Regions from separate parts of the Triticum aestivum genome. Here region 2 is linked to region 1. Evidence: chromatin contacts called from public Hi-C data. All regions are on one chromosome and are shown on one strand. Each heading gives the region's core, a stretch centred on a gene start, on an enhancer-like site or on the middle of the called end of the contact. The rest is flanking DNA. Distances are from core to core; before and after follow the strand shown.

Evidence for each region. A called contact is a pair of places that touch in the nucleus more often than the background predicts.
Region 2: a contact with region 1 is called in a Hi-C map of leaf, with 4 times the contacts expected there. The contact joins the enhancer-like site here to the promoter of LOC123130847 in region 1. A contact is called at or near these places in 2 of 5 Hi-C or Micro-C datasets (both in leaf).

Annotation. Positions count from the first base shown.
Region 1 is chr1B:451,700,875-451,707,360 of IWGSC CS RefSeq v2.1, reverse strand. LOC123130847 (7-hydroxymethyl chlorophyll a reductase, chloroplastic) reads right to left here and starts at 3,900. Exons shown (of 18, transcript XM_044550653.1): 1 at 3,623-3,900; 2 at 3,366-3,547; 3 at 3,182-3,290; 4 at 2,999-3,083; 5 at 2,851-2,892; 6 at 2,636-2,714; 7 at 2,225-2,276; 8 at 2,084-2,146; 9 at 1,898-1,995; 10 at 1,654-1,689; 11 at 1,515-1,576; 12 at 1,382-1,409; 13 at 1,203-1,282; 14 at 1,044-1,113; 4 more. The coding sequence starts at 3,725. The coding sequence ends at 315.
Region 2 is chr1B:451,841,428-451,847,913 of IWGSC CS RefSeq v2.1, reverse strand. No RefSeq gene overlaps it. Among protein-coding and RNA genes, the nearest start is that of LOC123092553, 6.0 kb to the right of the region's middle. Within about 2 kb of position 3,638, at least 1 of the 8 cell types and tissues checked has an H3K27ac peak or open chromatin away from gene starts, as enhancers often do. A contact at or near this core is called in leaf, where this site is marked.

The DNA of each region.
Region 1 (6,486 bases), core at 2,651-5,150:
TTCTTTGTTCACATATCTGTGTATAGACAAGGCTCTTCAATGGACCCATTTTCCTTGAAATTGTCGGGCAGACAACCCAAGTGAAGAGACTAATGGTACAAATTCTATTGCATCATTGGAGTTTATCCTTGAGCCTGCTGCCTGTCGGGGAGGATCTAAATCAGTAACCTGAGCCCTAACGCGTACCACTCGCTGTCTGAACTAAATATTTCTGCTGTGCACTCACTATTTGTTTTGCTTGCTAATACTATCTATAAGGATCGTGTGGCCGTGTGTGCTACATATGCATATGCGGAGGTATGATACAATACACTTCACTGTTTATTCTGCTCAAGCATGGAGTCGATGCGTCCGTCCTTGTTGTAGGCCTCCACGATTTTCTTGGCATACGATGGCATATGCTGCTCCGCTCTGCAACATGAGATCCATTCATTAACACTCCCATATATATCGTCCTAACATATACTACTACATGCATACATATAAATATATTAATATTATTAATGTATGTTGAGAGCATATAATACAGAGAGCGATATGTACCTTGCCCTTCCCCATGCCCGGTTCACATACAGGTAGTTCCTTATCGTGTGGTAATCCAGAGAGTAGCGACCAAACTCCAGGCCCTTGGGCCCAATCTGCACAAACCATCCATGAACGGTTGGTTCATCATGCATGTTATTCATTATTGAGTCCATCCAAAATGTAGCACTCATTCACTAACCAGGTTTAGCAGGAAGGCGATGATGTTGCCCACAAATATGGGAGCTGGATTAGAAGGGCCTTTTCCTGAAAAATCAACCCCCAGTGAATCACATTTTAGTCAGATCCAAGCAACTAATGTTTGACTGCTGCAAAGTAAGGAACACCATATTCATATAAATACCCATTTTCGCTGCATCATCGGCTTTCACTGTCTCCATCACGAATGGTTGTCTAGCACCCTGAAGAAGAATAACATCAGTTGACACGAAAAAAATCACACAATGAATCCTACCCAACAGCACACAAGTGCACTTCTATGCATGGACGTGGGTGCATACACTGCTAACTGTTGGCGTGCTCTCCAAAAGGCCCTCTATCAGGCTGAGCATCTCCCTCCCTCGCTCGTTCCTTATGACAAGAAAGAAAGAAAATCAACCCGTTGTTGAGTAATTTGATTCCTCACCAACAGCTAGCTGGTTAAATTTGTCTCACTTCACCTGACTGTAATATACTGAGGGTGCTGAGTCATAGAAACGCCCGAATATTTCGGTACTCCCATATAGCCCACCACTAAATCCTGCGCTTTTGCAACAGGCACTTTTAGTTTTCCATATGCAAAGGAAGAAACTGTTGGAATAGAAAGAGAAAGAAGAACTATATACAAGGGGAACCTCACCGCCAAGCCATTTGTGTAGTCAAAGCAGCTGCAGATGGTGCAAGTAAAACTATTAGTTCGATATTTGAGAGTGATACCTGACTTTTTTATGGATAAGCTAAAGCAACGGATTTTTGCACTGAGCATAGCATACCTGTAGCATGATGGTGCAATGACATCAACCAAATCATTGGCTGGCAGGGAAAAATACGGGACCTGCTTTAGAGTAGGCGATCAAGAGACAGTTTCGGGAGACCCAGTTCTGTAGAATAACAGACAAGCAGGTGGCTTACCTCTTCTATATGCCCATCCAAATGCTTTAAGTGAACCTACAATATGCTCACAGTTATACAACACTACCATGTATCGAAATTGGGAAAGGAAAACAATCATAACTGTTCCATTAGATCCATATGTTTGAAATAGATACTAAAAATGATTGTTGAACTGTTGATTGTAGAAGTAAATGATACTCACATAAATGAAACTGTTTCAAAATGGGATAAAGAGTAACAACTGTTTCAAATTAAGTTTCACCTTGTAGTCTTGCATAAATTCGTAATGTAGAACAGTTTCTGGTTCACTGCTTGCAGCATTCAAAAATTTATCAAGTCCTTCACGAGTACCATTGTCCACTGGGAATGTTCACTAGCATAAGCCAAAGCTCCAATATATATTACATGCAAGACAGTAATCAGAAGTCGGGAGATCATCAGTAGTTACCACAGTTTGTGCCAAGCACATAAAGCTTTTCCAAGCCAAGGTACTTCTCTACAGATCTCAAAGCTGCGGCCAATAATTTCACGTTCGATAACTGTGAGATATGATAAACCGCCAACGGTAGAAATAGAAGAATGATAATACCTTGCACTTGACAGCCGACACCACAAAAGAGAAGACGCTTTACACCAGCTGCCTGTGAAAGGAAATCATGAAACTCCTAGTTTTCAGAGAGTTGTTCAGAAACAGGGTGTATGAGGCAACAATCATGACGTCATAGTGTAAAGTCTTTGGCGATAGCACCTAAAGTGCTTCCAGAACTGGAAAGGGAATTGGTTGACATAAATTTTCAGTCCCTACAATTGGGGTATAGATGCAAATCTCTGAACAAACAAGTCCAAGTTCATGTTCAAAGAGCTTATGTTCTTTACTTCAGATATCTGTCATCATCAGTGATTTGTTTTCAGAGGTTGAGAAGGGAGATAAGATCACAAGATACAGCAGCTAGCAACAATGGCAAAGTATATAGCATGAAGAAGAAGAAGACAGATTTACCTCCACTAAGGCTAGTGTATCGAGATTAGGTGATAATGTCGGCTTGACACCTCTGGCTGCAATCACTTCTTCTGGTGTCCTAGCAGAGCATGGTTAAAAATACTGAATCTTACTTCCATAACATCAAGAATGGGAATGATGGAACTGACAATAGATCAATTCCAAGTGCATAAAAAACAACTGATGAAACTAACAATTGATCAATTCCACAATACCTGGCTAAAACAGGCCTTGGGGCAAACCTATCGTCTGGGTCACTGCAGATTGTGGCAATAAATATAGAGCATTAGTCAAGTCCATGAGTTTTTCTCGAGTTATTGCAAGGAAAGATGATGATTTGGTATCCGATTCTTGTCTGGGTGCCTTTGTACACAAACCACGGCATCAACCATATTTGATTTCAGCATCTCAACTGCGATTGTTGTGACTATTCCTGTCCACTGAGCTCCTACATGTGTATATATATGGGGGTAAATCAAGCTGGCAAGATGTAGCTGCATATGCACATGGTGGGATGAAATGAAATGAGAGTTAGGTAACTGAAACCTTGAACAGGTTCCGTTTTCCTGGCATACAGGAGCTGCTCATGCACCCCGTAGTACATTTCATCCATGGTATCCTTCCTGCCCCTCCCATGGACCACTGGTTCCAGATCCTATGGGAAACACGAACCACGCGTTAATGGCCGTAGGAGAGCAATGCAATGCAAAGAAGAAAAACATGGAGGCACCTCGACACGGGACATGCCGTCCCCGAGGAAGGCGCAGGCGTTGTTGACGTGGGCGATGTAGTACGTGTCGCAGAGGCCGCAGCGGCTGCACTTGTCCTTGGCCGGGTAGACGCCTCCGGGAGGGATGGGCTTGGACTTCTCTCGCCAGTCCTCCCTCAGCGCCTTCCCCTTTCCCTTCCCCCCTGAAAAACTCAGTTCGATTCGATTCAGGTTGTATGTACTGCCAGGAATGGACTGGATTTAGGTAGGTAACCAACCTGGCGCTGGCGGGGAGGAGGAGGAGGAGGAGCACCGTGGGGTGAAGGAGAGGCAGGGTTTAGGGGAGAAGTAGAAGAAGCAGCGCGCAGCCATGGCGATCATGCCGTTGCTCCGGCGGGGCGGGCAGGCGCGGCTTGTGAGAGAGGCAGGAGCCGCTCGTGGACGACGATAAGATCGTGTGGCTGGCTGGACTCGTCGCGGGTGGGCTTACACGTTTCCGTCCACACAAACACAATGCAGATGTGCGAAGAAAATTCAGCTTTAGCCCATTACTTTTTTTAGACAATCACACAAAGCTTTATTAAATCATCACCACATTCACAGGAACGGAGGGAAGGTTCCCGGGCTGGCCTAACCATACATGTTGGCCTGGCCCCAAATATAACGCATGCTTCGCTAGATTGTGAGCCTCGAAATTCGAGCTCCGACGTTCATGAACTATATTACATGAAATAAAAGCACTAACACCTAACTTGATTTCGCGGATAATTGCACCATAACTTGAGCTGCTTCCTTCTTTGATTTCATGCACCACATTCTTGCAGTCTGAAGCTAGCTAAACTCTCGGGTTATTTAGATCCATGGAGAGGGCCAGGCCTTCCGGACCGCCATGGACTCCAACGTAGCTGGATCGGTCACTATGGGAAAAGCAACAATAGAAACCCCTTCAAAGCTTCCATCCTTGCTCCTCCTGATAGCCGCTACCGCCCCGTGTCTGCCACTCCGACTGACAGCAGCATCGACGTTTACCTTTAGCCCATTACTGTAGCTTCAAGTTATAATTGGACCGCAGAAGACCACTCCTCCTGAAGCGTGACAAATGGATTGAGAAAGGAACCTCAGCAGTCGTGCCTCGAGGAATTTCTGGCCCCCTCGCCGCCTCCGGATGCCATCTTCGTGTTAGGAGGTGGGAGATCTCATGTCTTCAAGAGTTTCAGAGTTTTGAGCAACATTTGGTCATCTTCGTCTTTTTATGAACAAGTTACATCATTTTTTTGTGGTGGTGTCATGAAGACACAAAGTTTCGCAGAGCTGATTATTCAGATATGATGACTTTATATTATTATGTCATGTTGCTTTTGTTGATTTGATTTTTTGTGGAGATGGAATCTTTCCTCGACATTATGGTGAAGCTTTTGTGGTTCAACCGCATGCACTTCTAGCGGATAATCCCGTCCCAAGCACGTTCATTGCTCATGGCTATCTTTTTAGATGGGTGAACCAAGGGGCTTTCAGAAACCTTTATTCGTAATCCAGTCCATGCAAGTGAACAAGTAGAAGTAGCGCTGCTCCAGTCCAATTGCAGTCTCTTTACTAAAGTCTTGACTGTATTTTAACTTGCAAAGATCAATACCACTGAGAAGATGTCACCCAAGAGATTTTATTATAATTCTTAGTTGTGACAGTTACTTTGCAATTTCTTAGGTTTTGCATCGAAAGCGATGTATCTGTAATGGTTTTGAGTTTGAATAGAGTTACAAATGTTTTAAAAACATCTCTACGGTATTTCTAAAAAAAGGCAGGAAAGCCCTACAACTCGCCTTTTATTTTATTTTATTTTCTTATTAAAAACATCAAACTACCTTGTTTTTTTTCCTTTTGAGAACACTAAACTACATTTTTTAGAACATGAAATATGTCTTGGTTTTGCTAAGAAAACTCCTAAAGCACTGCATCATTATTGTGGTGGTCGCCGGAGATCTAGGGGATAATTGACGAAATATGTTTCGGTGGTTACATCCCACTTTTTTGGTGGCGGATAGAGTGGTCATTGTGAGGTGATCAGTCCTGAACGTTTTTTTGCCCCATCGGGGGATCCTTTGGTCTGCCTTATATACGGCGGGCCCGATACATTCGCTCACTACCCTTTTCAGGCGCTTTGGGGAGAGCCGCAACTGAGAAATAGGCTCCTAGGGTAACTCGGGACTATGATCATGTTTGTCTCTCTCTTTCTCTCTGTCCTTCTTCTCCTCGGACCGGGTCCTCCTCCATTCCTTGTTCCCTCGTCATTGAATTTCATGCACGCCACTAGTAAGGGGTTCCTATACTAGTGGATGTTCCACCTTCACTATTGCCAATGATATATTTACAGAGTTTGAACTCTATCCAACATCCTTTTTCTAGCCATGGCAGTCCGAAAATCGTGGAGCCCAATGACCCGTCTCATCGCAATCCATCAAGGATGCTTTGCTTTGTCCTTTTTGTGCCCCTTTCGACCCCTTCTTCTTCTTAAAGTTGTTAGTGTTGGGAGGCTTTGTTCTTTCCCTTGAACTTGTGGGTATTTTTTTGTTCCATGTTAACAGCAAAATGTCCCTATGCTCCTTTACTCGTGTGTCCTTTGCCATTACCTTCTCCTCAACATTCAATGGTCCAATTAGACTCTCAATAGACATCTCTTGTCTTTGGTGTTTTAGAGTAGTGGAAAACTTCCACCATGAAGGAGAAAACTTACCAACAATGCTCCCGGCCACAAACTTATTGAGTAACACAGACTTAAGGAGCTCAAGTTCCTTTGTGATTCACTGTAACTCATGAGCTTGTTTACGACAGAGCGTTTAGCAACCATTCTATAGTTATTGAACTGCTCTATACATTTCACCAACGACATCGGTGGTGCCAAATTTGGATTCTAGTACATCCCATGGTACTTTACCAACCTATCACTCGACACACTATGATGACACCCACAAAGATTACAGTGGCCTGCATGAATGCTTGGTCTTGTTTAGGAGTAAGCGAGCCCCTAGGAGTCTGATACTCTCCGTCGTATCTATAATTTTTGATTGTTCCATGCCAATATTCTCCAACTTTTATATACTTTTGGCAACTTTTTATACTATTTTTTGGGACTAACATATTGATC
Region 2 (6,486 bases), core at 2,389-4,888, 140 kb before region 1:
GTTAAACTCCTAGGGCGGGAGAAAAGAGATGGTTTTTCCACTGGTTATTCGGGTTTTTTTGTTTTTGTTTTTCTACTGATTTTCTTCGTTTCTTTCTTTGTTTTCATTGAGTTTTTCTTTCATTTTTCTTGTTTTTCTTTTGGTTTTATTTGTTACTATCTCGATTTTTATTGGCTTTTTTCCTTTCTTTTTTCTATGTTTTTTTGCTTCTTTCTTGTTTTTCATCAGTTTTCTCTTAGTTTTCACTATTCTTCTATAATCATTTTTTCTCTATATCTAATAAATTTTCTAATACACATTTAACATTTTCCAAATACAAGGTTAACAATTTTTTAAGACATGGTCATCATTTTTTCCAAACACATTTAACATTTTTTAAATACATGGTCAAGATTTTTCTGTACACATTTATCATTTTTTAAAGCTTGATTAACATTTTTCGAGTACAAGTTTAACATTTTTAACTTACATGATCAATATTTTTTCTATACACATTTAACATTTTTCAACTACAAGTTTAACAAAATTTTAATACATCGTCAATATTTTTCTATACACATTTACATTTTCCAAATACTTGATTAATTTTTTGAAATTCTTGTTTAACATTTTTTTAAATGCTTGGATTAAGATTTTTAAATTTTTCTTTCACTCGCATTGAATATTTTTTGTATACATTTTCATATATATGAGAAATTTTTTCCCTGCACACATTTAACATTTTTTAAATGCTTGATTAACATTTTAAAAAAATCATGTAAAGTATTTTTGTTATTATACTTATTTTAATATTTGAAATATAGAAAGGAAAAAATAAAAGAAAAACTAAAACAAAAAGTGAAAAGGCCAAAAAAAACGAGGTTGTGGCCTCATGCGCGCCTGGGCCGGCCCAACTCACGCGAGGCACGCGATGCTTCCCCTCGGTCTCCCTAGAAGAGAGGTATAGCCGTGCCCAAAAGGCATAGTTTAAAATGCCGGAAGGGACCGGCAGTCCCACTGGAAAACTAGAAGCAGCTGGTCTTTTAAGCCAAAAAGACCGTTCATGCAATGGACCAAAGAAAACCAATTGAATTGGCTAAACCGGTCGTTTTCTATATATTAAAACCGGACTAGAAAAATAGGGTGCACGTAACCTCCCGGTTTCAAGCGAGCGTGCAAAGCCACTAGTGCTCACCGTGCTTCATGACTAGAAGGCATCAAATTTCAACAATAAGGCGGTCTGTTTGATAAAAATCTGAACCAACAATCTTATCGGTTCGGTTTTTTAAACTATGCCAAAGGATGAGCATGGGCTGACAGCACAAGACAGTGAAGATGCAATTGTCAATCGGGCGACATGTGTAGTCGACAATGCCGCGATACGCCTTGGGCGTCGTAAGCATTTTTTCTTCAAGAGTACGTGAATGCATATCATATCTTTATAGAAGGTGGAATTTCAAATAGAAGATGACTAACTTGTTGCGAACAACGAGCATAGCAGACTCCACACCAGGGCTAGTCCGAAGAGAGCTACCATCGACAACACAAGTACAAAGCAAAAAGAGCGATCTAAGACAGAGCAACATCAACGCGTCTCGACCAACACCGTTCACCTTTGAAGAGAACATCAACTCCGACTGAACTTCGCTTCTGGCCTTGTCGACGCACCATCCACCCTTGATGCCTAAGAGGAGGTGGCAAGTAGATGGCGGACCTTGATCGGTCCACTAATGCCACTGTCTTGGACTCACCGGCGATGACGTACATTGCGCCGTTGAAGATCATCTTGAACAACGGCGAGCACCAGAAGCAGCTCAACACGAAACCTCAAGACCGTGTCTTCAAGCACAATGCTTCCAACAAAGAAGCAACGTTAAAACGCCACCATCGCGCCGATTCAATTTCGGACGTAGGCTTTCTCCCAAAGACAACTACCAATCCCGAGAGCGAGCGAGGGAGATGCCGACACATCTTGGCGACGCCTCCAAGGAGGGGAACGACACCCACGAGCGTCATCGCCGTCAGCACCGACTAAGTACAAGCAGGAATTTCATTCGAGTCGCCACACAACTCCATCCTTTCTCATTGGATTAAGGTCACATCGTCCAAGTTGACCACTCCGCCACCACCGCAACACTCTGACAGCTTAGTCGAGATGCCAAGGTCCACCCAAGACATGCACAATCAGGAGCACACAGCCCAACCACAAGCACCACCACGGCTGAGAACTCACACGTAAGCATTTGATTCGCCTACGGAAGAATAACTTGAGATTTTTTTTGAAACTATGATGATTTTTATAGCAAATTTGGAAACTATACACCCTAATGCAGAAAAATCAAAAGTATCACCCCGTCGGCCTTCTGTTGGCCGAAGAGGGACTTTTCGGCCTATTGTTGGCCGAAGAGGGATTTTTCGCCCAACCGTTGGCCAAAAAGGATTTTTCGGCCAACAGTTGGCCAAAGAGTCCCTCTTCGGCCACCAGGAGGCTGAAAAATGGTCTTCGGCCAACACCTGCTCTATTATTTTAGAAAATTCATATCTATTAGGATTCTTAGAATTTTAATTTGATTCTTTTTGCATTAGATTAGAAACTTTATGAAGTTTCTGTAGATATCAAGTTTGACTAGATTTGAAAGTTTGAATTTGAATTTTCATGAATTTGCTCAAATCACTAGATCGCCTATAATTTGAGCTAGGAGTATTTTTTCAGATGATTCTTTTTGCTACTGGTTCTTTGTGACTTTTCTTTATTAGTAGTAATTAATTGGTGATTTTTATAATTATTTAAAATTAGGTTTTTATGGAAACAGTTCTGTTTTAGTGTTTTATAGGTTTTGTGCTATTTCTTTTAATTTTAATTGCTTTAAATTGTTTTCTTTAGTTTTTTTGACATATTCTTTTTGTTTCTGTTTAGTTATCCGTAGCTATTTTATTTGTACTTTTTTTATGTATTTTATTTCTTTTATCCTACTAGAAAACTTGTTTTGAGCTTCATAGGAGTTTATATTTAAAAGTGCCTTATAATACAACCATTGCCGTTTATACATGAAAAAAAAATACTTTCCCGCAATCTTTTTCCCTCCATTTCCTTTTCCGCCATTTTCTTTGTCGCCATTCTCTCCCGCCATTTTTTTCCTGCCACACTAAAGAGTGTTGCATCGACGGAGGATGAAGATGATGCCTTCATGTGGAGTATGAAACATTGTGTAAGAGAAGTCATAAGTGGGAAACACTGTGTGAGAGAGGTCCATTCAAAGCGTGTGGCCAAAACCGTAGCAACGAATCCAGGTAAACCAAGCAAGCAACGTACTATTAGTACTATGAAAGAACACTCGCGTAACTAGGTAAGTCGGCGATCGATCAGATAAGACAGACAGACACAATCGATCGGCAAAACTCAAGCCACACGTTACCAGCTCAGTAACAGCAGTTCCACACACCTAGTAGTAAACTACTGGCGCCGAGCCAAATCGGCAGCCACAAATCGGTCCGCGCGCGCGAGGTTAGGTCGACGCAGCCCCAGCCAAACCCGGTAGCATTCTCGAAGCGAAGTCCCGTAGCTTTCGACGACGGCGACGCGCCTCCACCTGACCTGGCCAAGCCCCTCTACTGGCCGACCTCGCACCAGCGCTCGCTCGCTCCCGGTCAACTCTACTCGCGCCATTGTGCTCTACGCAATAGCGCGCGCACCGGCTCCCGGCGGAATGAGCCCCGCGCGGACCCACGCGCGCACGCGCGGGATCCTCGCTTTCTGTAAAGGCACGGCCGTAGATCTCGTGCGATCTTTATCTGGACCTGCCGTGGTCCGTGGAGCTCGTTCAGTTCGTCATCGACGCGGGGGCTTTCGCGCCACCACTTGGTAAGTTTGTAAGGACGCTGTCAAAGTTCAGGGGCTAGATGAATGGTTGAAATGATCCTGCAACTGCAACCGGTCAAATACAGCCGTGGGGTATATATGCCGGCATCGAGAAACAAATTTATGTATGTATACCACCCTTGTGCTAGTTGAGTAATTATACTATATTCTCTTTGTAAAAAAATATAAGAGCGTTTAAAATATTAATTGTATTGAATAAAAGATTTGTTGATCTGTTTCTCTATGTTTGGGAGGATGAACATTGGGCGGCCTATTTGTTAGATAGCTGAAAAAGCCAGTTGGATCTTCATCCGACAATCACCCTCACCCACACACTGGTTTTCTTCTTCCTTCGTTCTTTTCATTTTTGCATCGTCAATCGATGAGGGCCTAACTGCTTGCTACCGCCGTGGCCGGCGGCGCTATTGTGCTCGCCTCATTGCTCCTGCTCTCCCCTGAATCGTTGTTCACTGTGTGTTGTCGCCGCCCAGGCTATCCCTCTAAGCCCTCCCCCAATCCTCCCTACCTCACGTTCTTCTCGAGCGCCGGCAACCTCCCCGCATTTGAACCAGTCAACTTCCGAGTCTCTTCTACCTCGGACACTGTTGTCGTGTTGTTCCCGTTGGAGCCCTTGTCGTCTACGCGTCTCGCTAGGCTCGCCGGGGCAACACCGACTTCGGGCTCGACGCTAACGCTCAAATCAAGTGGTACATAATGTATTTTCACGTACGTGACAAATAGTAAATGCGATGAAAGACGGAGTGTAATCTTTGAGAGCCCCATGACTGGATCATCTTTCCCCCCTAATGCTTTAGTGATCAGAGCTTTATCACTACTAGATGATACCTCGCGTGTTTCATCTGGTATTGGTTGCAATATACTCCACTTTGATAATATTTAATTATTTGAACATAAATATTTGGATGAATAATATGAGAATTGAAATTAAAAGTACATATGATTTATTGTATTTAATTATTGAGGCGGGTCAAATATGTTAGTGGGGCTAAATATTATTGCCGCTAAATCAGTTTATGGATGGAACATTGAAACTGACTAATCGCAAAGGTCAGCGGGAAAAGGCCACCTTACTAAGACACTGTTAGCCAGTCCCGTGGCGGCTTAATCTTGCTCCATATCTGAAGTGTCTTCTCATTTTGGTGTTCTTTGGTCCGTGTTCTTGTCATCACGAGCACCATTCTGTTTGCTTCAACTTTTTTCCAGCTGAATTGAGTAGACCATGCGAGATATTTTCAAAACTAAAGTACTAACCAAAGAACAGTCTCTTTGAGGTGCCGGCACATGACCACCACACCTCCTTTTGGAATAACTATGCACGAAACAGACTGCTGCTGCACTAAAACTTGTACTCCCTCCGTTTTTATTCAGTCCGTGTATTAGCTTCGATCAAAGTCAAGCTTTGTAAACTTTGACAAAGTTTATAAACAAAAATATTAACATTATACAATAACAAATCAATACCTTTAAATTCATCATTGAATGCACTTTCACGTTATATGGATTTGTTATGGTAAATATTTATATCAATCAAAACTAATATGCAGAATAAATAAAAACAGAGGGAGTACTAGTGATACCTCTACCCATGCACTGCAAGTGCTAGATGCACGACCCTACGACCCAAAATCTATCCAGACTACTTGTGATTGTATGATTTTTAGATGAAAAACCAAATCATAAGTTTTTTAGATAGGTGTAATATCAATGACATCACAGTTGTATTTCAAATCCATGCAGGAGAGGATTTATAGCACCAAGGTCGGGGGCACGCACATTTGCGGCTGCCCAATAGCCTCGTGATTAAAAAACCGGTTTGGTCTTTGCATGTGTTTTAACCCCTAATTATCTTAGATGGGGTCTATGGGTGCACCTCTTGCAGCTTTTGGTAGCTCCACCCATCCCACATCCCATGTCTTTTCTTTCGCCTTTCAAATTTGAATCTATTATATCTTTCATACCAAAAGTCCAACTTAATTATATTTTGTTTGCATATTCGTGTTTCTTGTGATGAGGGCATTCAAATAAGATCCATTTTGAACAAGTCTTGACGAGTTTTAAAACGTCGTTAAGTTTCATCCGCTAAAACTTGATGTGAGCGAATGACAAAATTGCAAGTTTCAGAAACTGAAACTTAAAACTTGGTGTGCCCTCATGCTATATCCATCGACTTTCTGGATCCCGAGGCAAATCGGGCTGCCGGAAAAGTTTCAAATACTAAAACTTGATAGAAACGATGATAAATTTGGGAATTTTCTAAAACTAAGCCCTAAAGCCCTAAGCCCAGAACCCTAAAGCCATAAAGCATTTGAAACTTGGTAAAACTTAATGGTACGATTATCAAGTTTATTTTTTTTGAACTTAGAATTTTTTTAATGTTGTCACAATGTATTCAAGACGGGTCTTGTTCGAAAGTTCTCGTCATGACGAACACAAATATGCAAACAAAACTTAATTTGGACTTTCACTTCAAAAATATAGTAGATTGAAATTAAAAGATGAAATGAAAAAGGCATGAGAGATGGGATGAATGGCGCATGCATCGCTGGCAAAAGATGTCAAAAGCATGCATGGATGGAACTGAGCCTACAGTAATCAAATTCCTAAGATTAAACAAGTTTACGAGTATT